2 separate regions of the Arachis hypogaea genome follow, and region 1 is linked to region 2. A link is a contact called in public Hi-C data. All regions are on one chromosome and are shown on one strand. Each heading gives the region's core, a stretch centred on a gene start, on an enhancer-like site or on the middle of the called end of the contact. The rest is flanking DNA. Distances are from core to core; before and after follow the strand shown. Region 1 holds the start of LOC112707053. Region 2 has its middle 12 kb from the start of LOC112707052.

Region 1 (6,726 bases), core at 214-2,713, 52 kb after region 2:
ATAAAGCCTCCCCGGATCGTCCCCCATCGCCTGAATATGCCGCTCTGGTCTTACTCGACCCGAATGTTGGTCGTTTTCTCTGGGATTTGGTGGGGTATGAGAATGACAAAGTGATTCGAATGAACTTGGTTCGAACTCCTTATATAGCCAAAACTCTTGTAATTCGAATCAAGTAGATTCGAATTACTTAGTGTCACCAACTTCACCTATTTCGAATCAATATGATTCGAACCTCACTCGTGTGCCCTTCTCCATCTAATTCGAATTGATATAATTCGAACTACCCTATTATAATTCGAAGTTAGTCGTTTCGAATTACTAAGGAATTTTGCATGCATAATTCGTTTTTTATTGATTCGAATTACCTTGGAATAGTTCTTGAAAGTAATTCGTATTGAATCAATTCGAATTACGTGGAAACTTGATTCGAATCCTATTGATTCGAATTATATAAAAATTAGTTCTGGTGGATTGAGGTATCGAAATTTGATTTAGTTGATTTGGGTTAAAGTGAGCTCCCCTTGACTCATTTGGGTTTTTTACCCTTAAAGTTATATAGCCCTTCCCTTTGATTATTTATTTATTTGTGCCCTTACACGTCCTTACCATTAATTTTTCCGTACCTGTATAACTATTTCAGCTAAAGAGAGAGACTGATTTTCATTTCCATAACTGATCAGAGCAAAATCTTAAATTTGTAGGTCCTTCCATTAGTACAATTTATTTATATAAATGACTATTTTAAGGAAAAAGCTAGCTATATAGTTTGATTCAAAATAAATATTTATTTTTAAAAAGTGATGAGTTTTGCAAATAAGTAAAACATCATAGAATTAGAAACTTCATATTAAAAGATAATTTTTACATTATCAATATATTAAACACATTAAAAAATTTAAAATATTTTAAAATTATTATAATATATATTCACTAAAATTTTAAAAATAAGTAATAAAATAGAAATAAAACATTTAAATAAAAGATAAGAGCAAAATAATTTTGTATTATTTAAAATTAAATCTAGCTAGAAGTGTAAGGATTTTTTTATAAATAAATAATTTAATTATTTTATTTACTGAAATATATAAGTTATAGCATGTCTACTAATTTATCTTATATTGATTTATCTTATTTATAGTATAAAAACAAAATATATGTATTATTATTAAAAAAATTATAATTAAAATAATATCAACCTATTTTCTATATATTCCTTTGAGTACTAATTCAAATAAGTTGATTTTTAAAAAAAAATAATATTAATTTAATTGTAAACAAAATTTGTATATTTTTTAAAATTTTATATATCTCATTTAAAGTGTAAACAAAATAAATCAATATGTTATAAATAGGTAAATACGTTACAAATTACATATTTTTTTAAATAAAATAATTAATTATTTATTTATAAAAAAAACGAGAAGTGTAATAATTATATAACCGAAGATACAGGTATTATTATCGGATATGCAAGGAAATGAAGGAAGTAGTAGTAGTGTTTGTTTTTGCGTAAAATTTTTTTTTTGGGTGACTTTTTTTGCGTAAAATTAAAGTGCATGGAACACGTTTTAGTGGTGTGCGTCCTGTGTATAAATAAGTGAAGAGTAGGCTTATGGCGAGAGAAGACAAATAATACTCTATTATTCTTACATGTAAAAATGGCGAGAACCCGTTGCGTTGACAAAAGTGGAATGAAGAAAGGTGCTTGGACTCCCGAAGAAGATAGCAAGCTAATTGCTTATATTACTAGGTATGGTTCCTGGAATTGGCGACAACTCCCTAGGTTTGCAGGTAAAAGTGTAAAACACTCAACTTTGATTTTACAGAAATCAATTAATTAATTAATTAGTTATATAATTGGTGCGTTGTTGATTGATTAGGTCTGGCAAGATGTGGAAAGAGTTGCAGATTGAGATGGCTCAATTATCTGAGGCCCAACATCAAACGAGGGAACTACACTCAAGAAGAAGAAGATATTATTGTTACAATGCACAAGAAGATAGGAAACAAGTATATGTCTCTCTCACTCTCTTATACTACTTTTTCATTTCTCATCAAGTGTATCGCACTTGGATTTAAACTTTAACCCTTGTTTTTAAGTGAAGTTTGCTAAGGAATGTTCTACCAAAAATACTGGTCCAAATTTTAAAGTAGAATGTTTTTTTTTTTGTTTTAACTAAAGAAGCAAGAGTTTTACATTCTACCATCATCATCAAATCACTTTTTTTTAATAGGGTTAACCAATAAACATGTCCTCGAATTATTTAAATGCTGACAAAAATACACCCAAATTTTATTATCAACAAAAATGCCTTCAAATAATTTAAAAACGCAACAAGAATGCCCATAAGTAAATATATATTTTCAAAAAATACTTTAAAGAATGAATTTTGATATGATTCTTTTCAAACATGATTATAAAAATGAAATATTATTATCCTTAAAATTTGGTAGTTTTTTGTAAGTATATATTTTTTTATAATTTTTTTGTTAACAACCAATAAAACTTTTAAAAAATCACAAAAAATATATACTTAACAAAAAATCATCAAATTTTAAGAATAATAATATCTTATTTTTCTAATCATGCTTACAAAATATCGCATCAAAACTCATTTTCTAATAAATTTTTTGAGAAATACATATTTAATGTTAGATAATCTTGCAAAAAATCTAACATTAAATATGCATTTCTCAAAAAATATATATTAGAGATTGAATTTTGATGCAATTTTTTGCAAGCATGATTCGAAAAATGAGATATTATTACTCTTAAAATTTGGTGATTTTTTTTCTAAGTATATATTTTTTGTGATTTTTTTTAAAGTTTTATTAGTTGTTAACAAAAAAAATTATAAAAAAATATATATTTAACAAAAAATTACCAAATTTTAAGGATAATAATTGTATAAAAATTCAATCTCTAAGGTATATTTTGAAAATATATATTTATTGTTGGGTATTCTTGTTATGTTTTTAAATTATTTGAAGGCATTTTTGTCGATAGTAAAATTGTGGTGTATTTTTGTCAGCGCTCGAATAATTTGGAGGCATTTTTGGTAGTTAACCCTTTTAATAATTATATCTTTAACATATTTTTTTTATACTTTTTTAAATTTTAATAAATATTAAATTTTGTTAAGAAACTATAACTCAAATGACATAGTCTCTTCATACTCATCTAAGAGGTTGCAGGTGCAAGTCTCTTTGTGTAAAAACACAAATACTTATAGAAAAAGTTTAGGAGCCAACAATTTTATTAAATCCTAGCCAGTATGTAACTAGCAAAACAAAAATGTGTAATGCTACACCATTGAATAAAATTTCACATCATTAAAAATATCATTAATAACTTTATGGCTACAAAGCACAAAAATTACTGTCCTACATTCCTTGTATTTATATCTCTAATAGTTATATCTTTTTGTGTAAAAAATCCGATGAAAGTTTGTGTGTCTTATCAACAGGTGGTCTGTGATTGCATCCAATCTACCAGGAAGAACAGATAACGATATAAAGAATCATTGGCACTCCTCCCTCAAGAGGCGCTCTCATCAGAGAAACACACGTCAAAAGGTTAAGGCCACCGCCGCTGCCACCGCCCCTGCCGCTGCCATTGCCGCAGTGAACACCACCACCAACCCTAATAATAACAATAACGCTTCACTTCAATATTCTCCTCAGACCTCTTCTGACACTGTCTCTGGCCCCTTGTCCCCTCAATTATCCTCCACAATAATCGCAACTAATAATCATAACGAAAATAATTCAGACTACTTTGACGACATCGATTTTTTGAATTATTATACACAGCACGCAATTGAAAATCTGTGGTCAGAGACATTTCTAGCTGAACAAATAGACAATTGTAACGGTGGTTTTGTTTCATTGGACGCTACTACTACGCAGATCTCGGATTCTTCGGAATTGCTGTCTCCGCAATCATCATCATTATCAAGTGCAGAGAATAATGATAACTTATTTACCTTTGCAGAAACAACAGCGAAAGCTTTTGATGAAGTGTTTTGGACAGAACATTATGCTGTAGATTTGTCTTGTGTTCCAAATGAACTACTTACGCCTTCTGTGGACCCGTATGTTTGTCCTGTGGCTGTGTATGATGATTTAGATCTGTGGACTCAAAGCAATTTTACATGATGAGATTGTTATTATTAACTTCTTCTGTACAATAATTATTATTCAATGAATGAATAATTATAATGAAAGATAAGTAAATAAAGTAATGGCCCATATTCGAAGAATCAAAACTTGTATCTGTGACTGCGACCTTGATATTTTGGTATGAAAAATATATGGATTTTTGTTAAACGAATCACTTTAAGCCACGTTATAAGGTATCTAAATAAGAAGAATATTTTTCATTTCTTAATTGTTAAATTTTATATAAATGATTAAAATTAAAATTCAATGTCATAGTTTCTGTTTATTAAGTATTCATGTAACATTTTTAAGTAATTATATAAAGAATATCGATGTACAAACATTCTACTTTAATGCAGAATCTAAAAAATGATCACACTAAAGTGATATAATATATGCAACTCATCTTAATAATAATAATAGTTATATAAGTGATCAGTGATTATTTTCACCATTTGAATTCTTGACCTTAAGTAATTATATGATTTTAAAAAGTATTTTTTAGTGACTATAAATTATTTATACATATGATCTAGAAGCCAAAAATTGTCCCATTATTTTCACATATATTATTAAAATGTATTGTGAAAGAGAGAAATGTGAGAAAGCGAGAGTGAATTTCATTAATTGATCACTCTCACTAATGGTAAATATATATCAGCTGCCTTGAGTAGGAAGGAAGCAAGAACAGTGAAACAGAAAACTGAAAATAACTAACTGCTTACATCATCACACCTAACTAACTTCTAAATAGTTTACACGTGGATCATAATAAAATGCTTGAAATCCATGGAGATAGAATCAACAACATACAACAGGATCCGAACCACTACTGATGATTCCAGACTTGCAGTTTGATTCCAAAGCATGCATTTATGATTATGAAAGGTGAAAAATCGAATTTCGTAAAAGGATAAAACAAACTAGATTAAACTAAAGCCAGATCAATGATCTAATAAGGGGAATTGACGAGAGAGAGAGGAAAAAGAGAAGTACGTCCCAATAGTTTAGTTTAGCCAAAATTGATTTGATTAACTACCCTAACTTAGCTTGATTGGTGTTTAGATCACAGGAAAATGAGTGTTATAGAAGAGAGGAGAGAGTATAGTGTTGCATGAGACGCAGCGAAGTTATTTTGTTTTATGGGCCGGGCCCGGCCTCATGAGAGAAATGATGTTGAGATTACACAGTGTTGGGCCTCATATGCACGTGCTTGGGTTCCCCACCCACCATTAACACCAATTTGCTTTTAACTAATTTGAGATAGTGGAGTAGTCAACTTATTAGTCAGTTTAAATAAGCGTTGGAGACTCGAATCTCGCTTTATACATATAATAGTTTATTGACCAATGACAGATCTTTAAATAAAATTTAAATTTATGTCGAATTAATTCTTAATCTGTCGAATTAGAAAATACTGATGACGAAAAATGAAAAACCCCAATCCGCTTTTTGCCTTTATGACCTTCAACTTGCCTTCGTTCAAGTCTAGCTAGGTTTCATTATTTTGTCATATTTGTATTTGCTAAAAGATTAAAAAACAAAACTTTATAATTGTAGTAGTCAACAGAATTTTTTGAAAATAATATACAATGAATAATTACCTATCACAATAATCATGTTGTCACTTATTAATTTTCTCATATATATATATCAAGGTGAGTTCTACTCAACCTCCTCTATTTCAATATGTAAATTACCCCTCGTAATGTGATATGCTTTAATTGGATGCTTAGTTTTAGTTTGAGTTAATTTAACTCAATAAAAGTTAATATGTTAACTAAAGTAGGGTAATTTTGTAATTAAATATTTTTATAAGAGGAATAAATATATAATTTCTATAAACATTAAAAAATAAAGTTATATTTTTATTATTGTGTAGAAATTCAATTTACCTCGATCCCATTTCTCTCTGAAATTGAAAGAAAAAATCAACTCATTGGGTGTTTCATGTTTTGATGAACCAGGAAATAAGTATTTAGAGAAAATAACTAATTAAATGGCTAGGGAAAAAAGATTTGAGTCTGTCAGAACACCGTGAGACCATCTCGACCACAAGGTTGTAGCGCGAACGATCCTCCACCGTTCAGATGGCATGCGCTTTGGAACAATTAATCACACTCTGACCTCGCGGTCATAGTTCATCCGCCAGACTTTGGTTCCTGTCTTCTTAGAACTCAAGGATACAGATGTACGAGCCTATAGAACAGATCCTGTTCAAGTAAGGTCGTGTTCTATGTTTTGTGTTCTTTGTGTTTAGTTATAAAAACTGCTTTTGTTTTGTGAACCTATCTCAGGTGAGACTAAGTTTACGTTTGCGAAATTCAAAAAATCTTAAAATTTAAGAACGTGAAATCGATTATGATAGCTTTTTATGATGATAGTGTAGAAGGGGAAGACGAAAAAGAAGATGAAAATAATGATGATGATGATGACAATGATAGTGATGGTGATGATGATATGAGATTTCTGGATGACATTGAAATTAAATTTGGAAGTATTTAATTACATAATCACCCACTTTGGGCTATAATTTAATTACTAATAATTTAACCATAGTTAACA
Region 2 (7,010 bases), core at 387-2,886:
TCCTCCTATTCTTATCTCAAAACATTTAAAATGATATTAATGGTATTTTATTGTCAATTTTTTTACTAACACTTAATAAAACTGATATACTATTAGTAATATTTTTGTTAAAGTTATATTTGTTCAACCTCCTTTTTCCACTTTATCCTCTCAACAAGTCCAAATTCCATTCTTATATTTTTTTTTACACTATTAATTCTCTAAGACAAATTTAAAAAAGAGAAAAAAGAGAGTAGGAGAATGAAGTTTAGATTTGTTGAAAAGGTAAAGGTGAGTTGAGTAAACATAGTTTTAACAAAAATATTATTAATAGTACATCAATTTTATTAAGTGTTAGTGAGGGATGTAACCATGAGATAACATTGATATTATTTTAAACATTTTGGAATCAAAATAAAATTCACCTCAAATATTGAAGACCAAAACAGTACTTTATTCAAATTTGACAGCTATCAATTTATCTTAGCATATTATTAACAATGTTACAAAAAGATAGAATTAGAGATTAATTTGAATTATGAATGTCAAATTGAGGGATCAAATTAAGTAAATTAAAATTTTAAGTATCAAATTAAAGTACAAATATATTTTTAAAATCAATTTAAATATTAATTTTATCCTTAATTAATCAACTATGTTTTAAACTAAAAAAATTAAACACATAATAGGATGTGCAGTTCTTTTAATAAGGTCTTGGTAGCCTTTCTATTTTATAAACCTTTTCTTGTAATTTGTAGTGTAAGACCAACTCCAATGGACTGATGGTGAGGCCGTGTTTCTAACAAAAGAAGGATGGGAGCGTTATAGAGAAGAAGAAGCGAGTTCCTGTACGGATCTCAAAGTGAGGGAGTCCCTCTAAGCAAGAACTCAAATTAACCAATAATAATTTGTTATTTGACAAATTATTATAAAAATAAATAATTATATAAAATTTAAAATAATTAAATAATTATATTAAATAATTAAATAATAATTAAATTAATAATAATTATAATAAATAATTATATTTTTATTTAATTCATAATTTATATTAATTATTTAAATAATTAAATCATAATTAATTTATTAATAATTTTAATAATTAATTAAAGTTTAATTAAATACATATGGTAATTTTACGATGCTTATAAAATTTAATTATGTTTTTTATATTAAAGAATTTTTTAAATTAGTGTAATTCTGAATTATATATTGTGTATTATTGTTATATATGAATTTATTTAATATTAATATTTTTTAATAGTGAATTATTTTTAAATTTATAAATTTAAATAATATTATTAAAAAATTAATTATATTAATTTTAAGTATTTTAATTAATTAATTAAGTGGGATTACGATAGAAACTAAAGTTAATTTCTTCTAATAAAGAATAGATATATGTTTTGAATTTCTATTTTCTGTTTATGATGTAAAAACTAACGTGGAATTGTTTTTTATGACAGATGGACTATTAGTCAAGATGGGATTCAGGGTTTCTAGAGGTGACATTCAGCGAAAAATTAGTTTTTGGACAGGTAAAGTTGTTGGGAATATAATTGAAAATATGAGTTAAGGGTTTAGGCCCATGTACGAAAGAAAGTTAATGGTTTGGGCCTATGATTGGAGTCACTATTAGCATGATGAATGCATTGCAGACCTCGGCCTGTAAACATTTCAACAATCTCTGCCGGAAAACCAAAAAGAACTTCAAGAATCATTGCTAGAGAATGAAAATTGTCACTCTAATTTTGATCAAAACTGAGAAATTTCCAGATTACTGTTTTTTTTTTAGCCAAATCACTCCACGTCTACCGTCTACCGTCTCCACCTAAAGTTAATTTAATTATTCGAGGCTCTCAAAATAGACGACCAATAAAATGGAGGCTCAAGATAGATTATGTTAGGTCAAAATCATTATATGAATTGAGAAATGCTCAAAGCAGAATTTATTATTGAGAAAGTCTAGGAGTAGTATTTTTATTAAAATTTAGTCAATATTTAATTAAAAAAAGAAAAATGAGTAATTTTATATTATTGAATAAAATTTTATATTATTAAAAAACAATAATTTTATTAGAAAATCAAGAGGGGATTCAGCTAACTCCTGCCAATTTTTTAATGGGTTGGACCTCGAAACTCATCTTAATAAAAATAAGTTAATATACATGCATGTTTCTTCTTTTAAGTATCGGAATGTTTCTTTTTCATATCAAATAGATGTTATTTTATATCTTTTTTGAATTTTTTTGTATTGCAAGTATGAATGTCTCTATTTCTTTAAGAATTTCATATTTTTTTTTAAATTTTATAGATATCTAATTTTTTTTGCCAAAATATACCTAAATATTTCTTTTGTTAAGTATTTGGATTTTTTTTTATTAAATAAATATTTTTTTATATTTATGTAATTTTTTCGCAAGCAACATTTTTTGTTTCTGTGTAACTACCAGGCATCATTGCAGCTGGCGATTGTGATACACTAAGAGGGAACTGCTGAAGTAATATTTTGTAAAACACGGAGTTTGGACTCTGAAACTTGTGTACTTGTGTGGGTATTTGGAGGCTACCAGCCCATTTAAATGCCTGCTCTGAACCCTGTTTTAGTTTAACGGGAAATTCAAAATTTCTGCTGTATGTGTATTTTGTAGAAAAAGACCAAAATCAGATAGCATGGTCAATATTATGTCAGATTAACTATTAATCGAATACCTAAAGGAAAAAAAGAAGATAAACAATTAATCCCAATTCACCTTTCATTTTAGTTGCAGGGAAAACAATTGAAAGTGTTCTTGCATTTGATTTTTGAGAAGTAGATTCTGTCATCATAAAAATTTGAACCTATTCTTTCTTCAATGAAGAGAATGATCCATTTCGGTTTGGTTTCTGCGGTGAGAGAGAGAGGTCTGTCTATATGGTTGTTGGAGGTGGGTAGGTTAATGTGAGAGAGAAGAAAAAGATTTTTTTAGGTTTTAATTAGGTTTATTTATCAATTTTAAATTTTTTAAATTTTAAATTTAAAAATTTAAAAATTAATTATTAATATAATTATAATTAATTAAGTTGTTCTATTCTTAGCTGATTAGGAGTTGGTTCCATATACTTTTTCTAAAAACAATATTGATGATTAATTGATGACTACAAATCATAAAATTTACTGACTTTTAACACTCCTCTAAATTATTTATAATTATTAATTTAATTTTTTAGTTTAATAATTTAACAATATATTTTTAACTAAATTTTTTAAACATTAATAATTAACTGTTAGTAATAAATAATAAATTATATTGACTCTCAAGCATTTTTTTATAGTTTGTGTCCAAAATTTTTTCTCATTGAATAACCCTCCAAGGCTCCAAGTGATAAAATTTCGTTTCCAAACCTAATATAAAAAAGGTAATAATATATATACCATTTTTCTTCAAGAAATATGGAATCATTTGAAGATCTTATCATTGAAAGCTTTTGGTTGGAAGAAAAGCTGTATTCGGTGGTTCTCATTATCAAAATCTAGTGGCTCAAAGCAGTTCTCCCGTCCAAATAACCAGCTTTTTTCCAGCCAGATATTTTTTCAGCCCTAACCACTCAACGTTATTCAATTAAACAAACCCCGGAAAAACAAGGTTCGACCCACTATTACACAACTCCACAAGTTCGGGGTTTTTTTTTTTAAATTTCAAAAAATATATAAAATATATTTTACCAAAAAATATATATAATATTAATCATATCTCATGAAAGTCTTTTAAAAATACGTTTCTACATATGATACTCTTTTATATGGGAACGACCTACCAAATAGAATTTTGGATCATTTCCCATGCATCAGTCATGAATTCTCTCATTTTCATAGATATTTGAAATAAATCAGAATTTCAATTTCTAGGTTTTCCATATGAAATGACAAAAATACATTCTTAAAAAATTTTCACTAGATACATATTTTGGGAATTAATATTGTTCTTGCTGAGTTTGGCCGGTGTATAACCCTTCTTGTTGCAATGAGTTATACGTTGGCAAGGAGAGAACAAGGAGATGGGTACCTACAAAAGACACTCCAACATTCAAGTCAGTAAGTGTTTAAAAGATATAAGAATAATTCTATGAATATAGAACGTAAGACATGAAATAGAAGTCATTATGTGTTGTATATTATAATAATTCTATGAATATAGAATGTATATAGAATATATCTAAAATGTCTCTAGAATGTATTGTGTATATGAAAATTTGTGTCTTTTATAGGCATAAAGTTGATGAATAGAATTTATGGTATGACCGTTGATCATTAAGTCAGAATAATGGTCATTAAGTCGGTAATGAAAGTGTCGGTTACAGAATGAATGATAATTAAGGTCGAGTTATAACTTATAATGCACAATAAAGACCGAATTATAAGGTGACGGATCAAATATATTTTCATATATTTATATAAATAAAAAACCCCACAAGTTCACTTTAGGAAGTTGAATTGCAATTAAGATAGTAAAATACTTTACAAAAAATATAAAATCATAATATAATTTAAATTGTGAAATTATTTCATTTAATAAAAAATTTTAAAATTAATATTATAACATCAAATTTATAGCCATATAAATATTGCATATGAACGAATAATTAGGTTGTAGTGAATGAAATAATCTGAAGTTTTTTAACGAATTATTAAATAACGAATTTGTTAAATTGAATCTATATAAAGTTATAAACATCAAATGGTATAAATAATTATTTTATATAATTTTTACTAAGTTTATCATATAAATATGTAATTTATTGTTATTATAAAAAATATATTAAAACTATTTTTCAGCCGAAATATAACATTTTTTTTTATGTAAAAGGTAATTATTTCAAATAACTGATTATGAAATTCATTTTACTTTTTGCAATTTTTCTTTTCAAAATTAAAGCTTATCACGTAGTGGTACTCTCCAAGATGCTTATTACTAATTTATTATTGGAGTACTATTTGGCAACTTAAATTCTTTATTTTTCTTTATGTAATATATGCATTATTACTTAAAAGTTAAATACCTTTCAAAACTTTAAATACTAAATAATTTAATTATTATTTAATTTTTTTATTTCCTATTATAACTTGCAATATGCCTATGCCAATCTTCAAATCTTAATAATCACATTAGCTGTTCTGCATGTATACGATATTTGATAATCAAGGCATGGAACTGGGTTTGATGATTGTGGATGGCAAAAAAATTCACATTCTTCAAATACTTGTGGAGATTACTTGCAATAGAGAGGTTAATAGGAATTTGCAAAATTCTCACAGGATAAGAATCCACTCTCACGATTAAATGAAGACGGAATTGAGGTATTCGTCTCATAGAAATTCATGAAATTTCTACAAAAAAAAAATATTTAAATGTCTTTATATATATAAATTATATAAATAATTTTAATTTATTTTATTTTAATTTATATATTAAAATTTTATATATATTATTATATTAAATTTGTGTTTAAATTATGTTTGATTTAATATTTTTTGTTCATCAATTATATAAAATTTTATTATAAATGTATTAAATTTTTTAAAAAAATTAAAATTAAATAATATCCAATTATGTATATCTGCAAATATCCCTCTCCGTAAAAAAAATAAATGAACCTATGACAAAAATAAAACAAAAATGAAAAATATTTTATTAAACGAAAATGAAAAATAAAAAAAGAGTGTCTCTAACTCTCTGCCCCATAAAAGCCCATTGTCATCTGCCCATGAAAATCCATTGCCATTCTTATTGACGAGACTCTCTACACGCACTCTTCGGTCTTTAATTATCAGTTTTCAGTTAAAATCATGAATTATTCGATATGTTTTTCACGCTTTGCAGTTTCTTGTAGGGTCAATGGAGTATGACCCCAGTTGGACCAGGGGATTCAGACCTTGTTAAGTCATTTTGGGTCCAAAATCAGCCTATATATGCTTCTTGTATTATTCTATTTGAGCTTAATAATTAAAAGATAATTTTATCTCAATTTTTTCTTCATCACAATTTTACCAAAAATGATATTTTTTACAATCATCAATATTTACAAAAATGATTACCATTAAAAATACTCTTTTCGTAAATGATAATTAATTAATTGATTTAGTTAACATGTGTTCTAAATTATTAATTAAAGACATATTAAATTTATCAATTAAAATTTTAAGTTAATATTTAAAGTGGTCCTAAATTTGTAGTCAAATCTCAATGTCGTCTTTAAATTTAAAATTGTTCCAAATTTATCGGTTTTGAGATACTTTTAGGTAATAAATTAATGATGTAGTTGGATGGAAGCCACGCTATACTGCTAATATGTTAAAATCCCTCAAAATACTCTAAACGCGCAAAAAATGAAACAACGATATTTTACCAGTTTAACATGATTTTTAACATAGCTTCTGTCCAATCACAACATTATTTTATCACTGAAAAGTATCTTAGAGAAGATTGTTGTTAAGTTAAGAGATAAATTTAGAACAATTTTAAATTTAGAAACCACAATAAAGCTCAAATGCAAGTTTAGAGATTTATTTAAATATTAACTCTATTTTTCTTTATAAAAAAATATACAAAGTTCAATTTAATAATTTATTATATATTATTAAAATAAAATAGTTAAAACTTTTTATTAATAATAATCTTTAAGATAGATGTTAACTAACTCTTAACTAATAAACGGGGGAGCATATTATTTGGTATCCTGAAGCAAATAAAATATGCTTACATTAATTATTAACTTACAAGTTGCAAGAGAAAATGGTGGTACGGTATAGTGGACTAAAAGAATCCAATTACACGAGGCGTCAGACTCCAAATTTAGCTTTTTGTATTTCACAATCTGGATTAGAGATAAAAAAAAGAGAAAGGTGATGTGAGTATACGAAATGTGGCTTTGATTATTTTTAGTCTTATGAGACATTGGAATATTGATATATGATAATAAATTAGAATAGTTAATTATGAAACTTTAATTTATCTGTTTGAGTGAAGAAAATTTCATGTCCTAAGCTATTC

Evidence for each region. Hi-C and Micro-C count contacts between places; a contact is called where the count stands out from the background.
Region 1: a Hi-C map of leaf shows a contact between it and region 2, with 1.8 times the contacts expected there. The contact joins the promoter of LOC112707053 here to the enhancer-like site in region 2. A contact is called at or near these places in 3 of 8 Hi-C or Micro-C datasets (leaf and an unstated tissue).

What each region holds. Positions count from the first base shown.
Region 1 is chr8:32,693,788-32,700,513 of arahy.Tifrunner.gnm2.J5K5, forward strand. LOC112707053 reads left to right here and starts at 1,464. Exons shown (of 3, transcript XM_025758611.2): 1 at 1,464-1,791; 2 at 1,881-2,010; 3 at 3,468-4,268. The coding sequence starts at 1,659. The coding sequence ends at 4,158. It also overlaps the pseudogene LOC112708613.
Region 2 is chr8:32,641,980-32,648,989 of arahy.Tifrunner.gnm2.J5K5, forward strand. No RefSeq gene overlaps it. Among protein-coding and RNA genes, the nearest start is that of LOC112707052, 12 kb to the right of the region's middle. Within about 2 kb of position 1,637, at least 2 of the 3 cell types and tissues checked have open chromatin away from gene starts, as enhancers often do.